2 separate regions of the Bactrocera dorsalis genome follow, and region 2 is linked to region 1. Evidence: chromatin contacts called from public Hi-C data. All regions are on one chromosome and are shown on one strand. Each heading gives the region's core, a stretch centred on a gene start, on an enhancer-like site or on the middle of the called end of the contact. The rest is flanking DNA. Distances are from core to core; before and after follow the strand shown.

Region 1 (3,096 bases), core at 211-2,710:
AGATAATTAAATTGAAAGCTATGCGATTAAATAAAATATTATAAATATTGGTAACGAAAAGCTATTAAATAACTACATTAAAATATTTTGGAAATTGGAATTGCAAGGTCGTATAATAGGCGCACGTCAGGCCAACGCCTGGCGAGAAAAAAAAATAAACAAAACAATGCAATTATACAGCATTCATTGTGTAGTGAATGATGTGTGCTGCTATTCTCGAGAGGGTCATGACAAGCTATGGAGTCACCCTCCAATTGCCTTCTATAAAATGCACTAGCAAAGGCGCCGTTAGTGATCCTTGAATTACATACATAAACACATAAGTATAGGTGTACGTCGAGAATTTTTGTGTTTGGTGGATGTAGTATTTGTGGTTGCTTCCACATAAATACTGTGCAGCTGCGCTTTGTCGACACGAAAATACGTTACACAAACACCAACTTAGTAAGCCAGCAATTCTACTAAAGCAAAATTATAGCACAATTGGGAAGTGCATGTACTATAGGATGTTTAGCACTTGACAGCTGCACTTCCTGGGTGGATTTAAAAATTAGATGGTATAAGGAACCTTGGGCTACGAAATCATTTATTACTAACACATCTTATTATTTTGGACTTTAATACATGTGGAACTTTATACACAATTCTTTTGTTTATATAGAAATCCACACTTGTATATTTCTTTATAAGATCAACTGCTTATTAGCAGTAAAGCTCCTATCACTCTCGCTATAAACTTTTAAGGAAAACATGAATCACTAGAATATATCGCACAAACATTGCAAAACGAAGCACACATCATACACAAAAAATTACTGGAAAGAAATAACGATCTGAATGCGCGAGTTATAAACTGGATTTTCCAGCACAGATTTAGGATGGCAAAAATGTGGCCATAAGCGAAATAAACGTAATATATGTGGATACAAATGAAAAATGTAGCTAGTACAACAAAGAAAAATAACAAATTTATTTACACACTTCACTTTGTTATACACTTGTCGTTTTTTTCTTTTGCTTCACCGCTTTTGCATTATAAACGTTTACATTTAGTTTCGTCGCCGTTGGTTCGACGTTGTCGGCACTTATGGCATTTTTTATCAATTCTTAGTTATTGCTTACTTTCTTTCTTAATTTTGCACAATCTCACCGACACGTTCGTTGGTTAATTTTTCGCTTATATTTTATTACATACTTTCATGTTTCGTTACCACAATTATTCACATAATATAATTTTTCACTTCGTTGCACTTGTTGCTAATATCGCGTTTTAGTCTCTTATTGCACTGAGCAAGTGCATTAAATTTGTTAGTTTTCGTTAAATCCGATCAGTAGACACAACTGCATTATGCATTACACACTTGGAAAATTTGAAATTTTTTCAAAAATCGCGTTCTCCGCACACGCGCGCTTTACTCCCGTTCGCACTCATGTCAACAACTCGTTTGTCACTTGGCTTCCATGGAATTTTGCCGTTTACCTTGTTTCGTCATTTTTCGCTGCTTGGCTGCGACTCGTTTATTTGTTGTTTTTTGAAGCCACAATTTTAACGTCTATTTCAGTGGACTGCCCAGTGTTGTTGTTGTCTTCTCGTTTGCTGTTGTTTACCTACCTGTTCTCTGCTTGCGTTCTCTGGCGACAGCAGCAGCAGAACTAGTTTTTGTTGACAGCTAACCAATTCGTTAGTTCGCTTTGACAGTCGGTTTACTCGCTAGAATTGTTGAGTGTTACCAGCAGTAGACGGCAAGCAGAAAACAATTTGTTTATTCAATAAATTATAATAAGCACACTTCTTGCTGTTTATAATATTTCAAAAAAGTTGCGTCACTTAAAATAGTTATATTAACAATAATAAAAGTGATTGAATATATGTGGATTTACAAATTAAAATTAGTTATAATTTTTAAGTACGGCAGCACTAGCATGTTACAACTTGCAGGACTGCAATGTTGTGGTACTTAGATAATACAAATTGTTTTATTTTTCTATGAAATAAAATGATGTAACCTATTTGATTTTCAGTTAAATATGGAAAAATTATATGCAAACTAAGAATAAAAAACGTAGATTTCTGAATTTTTGATAAAGTATTATAAAATTTGAGAGATTTTAATATTGTATTAAAATAGTACCTCTCTATTACTTGCATCGGAAACCCCAATTGTCAGCTGTCAAATTTGTTTTGATTCGACGGCGTGCTCCTATTCAATATTACCAGTATATTATTGAAAATATAGTTTATTTGAATTAAATATTTAAATGATTGTTAAGATGAAGCAAAAGAAACGACAAAGTGGCTTACCGCCACCACCTCCCCTAGAGGAGTTGGAGGAAATGTCGCAGGATGACAATATGCAGGACTCAAGTGGTGAACAATCTGCGAAGTCCGATCTAGAACAGCAAAACACAACAGCAGCAATGAACGATATTGCTGAGAATGATGGAGCTGGTGACGATGATGATGATGAAATGGACTTGGGCAACTTCAATGTGAAAGCGAAAAAGAAACGCAAGAAGGGCATCATTTACATATCGAACATACCCAAACACATGAATGTCACGAGAATACGTGAAATTCTGGGCGAGTATGCTAAACTTGGACGTGTATACTTGCAACCAGAAAAATTACCCGGCGGTAAGTTCCATTTACTATGCCTTTAGAAAAATTCTATAACATATATATTGTTTGCAGGCAACGACAAAAAGAAGAAGCGAAAACGCTTGGCACGTCACTTCACAGAAGGTTGGGTTGAGTTCGAGTCAAAGCGCGCAGCCAAACAAATTGTTGAACTCTTAAATAATAAACAAATTTCCACACGTAAAAAGTCACAATTCTACGATTATATGTGGAGTATGAAATATTTGCCTCGCTTCAAATGGGTGCACCTCACGGAGCGTATGAACTATGAACAAGCTGTGCATAAGCAACGCTTACACACCGAGGTGTCACAGGCGCGCAAGGAGACTACATTCTTCCAGAATAATCTTGATAAGAGCGAGTACTTGAAAAAGCAAAGTAAAAAAGCGAATAAGGGCAAAAATGCAGCCGTGTTAGAAACGTGAAATTCTGGTGGTGGCTATTTCATAGAAAAAAAT
Region 2 (3,158 bases), core at 314-2,813, 72 kb before region 1:
TCGGTGAGAATATGAAAAATATCGATAATTTATCGATTGTTATTATCGATTAATATGAAGTTTGGCATATTCTGGAGCTACAATGTTTTTAAGCTTACATAGGGGCTAAAATAGCAAACATATCAACATTTCTCATAGTTTTTGAGAACCCGAAGACCTTTAGCTGCCTATCGATAACTAAAAATTCGATCATAATATCGATAGTTTTTGGATACTTTTAAGGAATAATCTGCAGGGATTGAAAAGTTCGATATAAATCCGGGTCAAAGTTGGTTATGTAGATTGGACAGCCGAAGAAATCATTTCTGAATTTTCTTTCTGAAAACTAGTGTAGGAGTGAGACAAACCGGTTATATTTTACGCAACAATAAGTTAGGACGATATTAAAATAAAGATTATTTTCGATAGGGCTTTTCGATATAAATATTAACGTTATCGATATAAACAGTATAGTTATCGATATAAGTAATATAGTTGTCCATATAAATAATATTTTTTCTTAAACTTATTGGTATAAAAAAACGTGCGAGATATCATCTGAGGTTACACTAATGGTATCGCCTCAGTAGCGTCTGATTTTGGAGTTAGCGATATAAATACTATTTCTTATTTTTATCGGGTGAAGAAAACACGCACACAGATATAATGCGAAGTTATGCTCTTGAGTAATTGATAAAAACAGAGAATATCCGGAAGATATAGAAACCTCTTCATATAAGGATTTTTAGAACCATATGTTAGGTTAGTCTGGTTGGCCAAAGAGTCATCGCCCTTCACACGAATTTCAACGGACTCTGTGGCTTCACTATCGATACCTCTTCCAGTGTACCATACCCTGCGGACCTCAGATGCTTACATCATAGACTGGCACAACGCGAGACAAGTGCACAACAGATGTTCCATTGTTTCTCTGGTGCTTTGCTCTAGACATTTCCTACAGTCTTCGCGATCTTTCAGCCCTAATTTTTGTACATTGAATAAGACCACAAACATTTCTTAAAATATATGAGTAAATCACATTCTAAACACATCACTCATCATTAAGTTGAAATAATTCTTCCAATTCAGATATTATAGCACAGCATGAATAGTAGAATGCTTGAGAGATCAATATAACCAAGACGTACAGATCAATCAGCTCAACTAGCACGTCTGCTACTTAGAAAATTAAAGAGTCTTCGCTTAATAATAAGCAGATTAATCAATTAGGGTCAAACTCAAACAAGCTTTAATCATTAAAAGTAAATAGTTCTTTATAAAAACGGCATATTAGAAACAGCTTATGTATGTAAATTCTACTTTTCCATGCAACACTTCCATGTACAAATATTCAAAGAACACTCATTAATTACACTAAACATTTTAATTACATATAAAAAGTAGCGCACCGTGGGGCACACACTAATCAAAGTGGTACAAGTCTGACTAATAACTGATTAAATTAGATAATGATTCTGAGAAAACACTACCGTTTTCACTAGCCACTCGTCGTCAGAGGCGATAAGATTATGGGAAAACTCGTCACTGGGGCGACGCTTAATGTCGGCTGGAGATAACAGCAACAAAATGAGCAAATGTAGAATTTACTTTAATTGCTTTTCAAGCTGTTTGTATAATGCGAGTCGCACTCGCTGTGTGTTCATTGTAAACTTAGAGAGCGAGCTGGAAAACACGAGTGAACGAAACGAGTTTGTCATAATAATCAGAATAGCAATTAAAGCGACACGCGATTAACCACTTTCTATAAATTCCAACGCAATGAAAATTAATTTGAAGTCATTTCATTTAGATTGACAGAACAGGTATGCGAGTAAGCCGTGGAGGGGGAGTCAAGGGAGATAAAGTTGTTAGTAAACAAATAAAGAGAAATGAAATGGAATAAAAAAACGAAGTATGTATTTATTGGACCGAAAGAAAGGTGATAGATGGTGATAGTGATCTGTTTTAAAGGTAACTACTCTCATTATTTTATTATTATTTGGCTCTTGGGCTATCTGAAGGAGACGTGTAACATTCCTAAATCCATAATCGACTCCTTAAATGTTATTATTATCCCCGAGACGTTGGGATCGAACCAAATGATAAGAGAAAGCTACATGAGAGAGGGATACATTGTATAAAAAAGAGAGTGCGAACGAATGGCACACTCGTCCTGATTCTTCGGATCACTAGGACCGCCTTTTAGGAACCGTTTCGTGGCTGTTTTCTCCGGTCTTGTTTAGGCTGGATCTAGTAGCCATTACCCAAAGTTTGCGCGCTGTGCGTCTAACGTTTTCAGTCTTTCGGACAGGGTTCCCATCTACCATTTTTCGTTCATCCGTGCTTCAGGATTCTTATCTCTGATTTCTCGTTCATCTGTGAATAGCGTTGGGATCTCCAGAATCCCTGACCCTGCCACATTCGAAGCCGTGGACCAATTACCACTTAACTGAGTGTCATCTGGAATGTTACTAATTTGCTTCTCACCTTCGCTCACGAAGATTGTGTGTATTTTTACTTATGGATGGGTCTTTCAGAGGGTATTATTCTCTTCTTCCATCTATTTCCCGAGACGCTTACTAAATACCAATCGGGATACCACATTGTAGCGAAGTTCGAATCCGCTTTATTTTATATAACAAATACTATAGGAGGATAGCGCGCGAAGGTAATCGAGTTTGGGTTTTCGACCACCGAAAAGTATAATATTGGTTTTTAACAAAAAAGAACCATGCACTATTTTGGACCCAGAAGTCAAGCGGCTTTGGAATAAAAAAAAAGGATCAGCCACAAATGATCTATAATATTTCTGCTTCCTTACGATAGTATACGAAATACTGGATCTCTGATCCCTGACTCCAGAGTGTAAAGAACATTTTCAGAAAACACTATCATTTGCTAAAACTACTCAACTCTTGCAGAACCGTTTAACTAGAAGGATTAATTTTGCATTATACTTTTCTTGTTCTATCATACCTCTGAAGAACTCGAGAACTGCAGTTCTCAAGATCAAGACAGCTCTGCTGGCTATAAATAGCTTTTTGTGAGAATTTTCATAGCTTGTTCTTGAGAACTGCAGTTTCGAAGATAAAGACTAAATTCTCCTATTTTGAATATCTTTCTACCAGAATTTTCATAGCTTGTTCTTAATTCAACTGACTTAAGCTTATGCTCAACTA

Evidence for each region. Hi-C and Micro-C count contacts between places; a contact is called where the count stands out from the background.
Region 2: a Hi-C map of whole body shows a contact between it and region 1, with 5 times the contacts expected there. The contact joins the enhancer-like site here to the promoter of LOC105222503 in region 1. A contact is called at or near these places in 2 of 2 Hi-C or Micro-C datasets (both in whole body).

What each region holds. Positions count from the first base shown.
Region 1 is chr4:59,389,315-59,392,410 of ASM2337382v1, reverse strand. LOC105222503 (partitioning defective 3 homolog) reads right to left here and starts at 1,460. Exons shown (of 11, transcript XM_049456341.1): 1 at 1,123-1,460; 2 at 1-18. LOC105222504 reads left to right here and starts at 2,176. Exons shown (of 2, transcript XM_011199854.3): 1 at 2,176-2,635; 2 at 2,693-3,096. The coding sequence starts at 2,260. The coding sequence ends at 3,063.
Region 2 is chr4:59,461,541-59,464,698 of ASM2337382v1, reverse strand. All of the region lies in intron 2 of LOC105222503 (partitioning defective 3 homolog), which reads right to left. Among protein-coding and RNA genes, the nearest start is that of LOC105222503, 72 kb to the right of the region's middle. Within about 2 kb of position 1,563, the one cell type or tissue checked has open chromatin away from gene starts, as enhancers often do.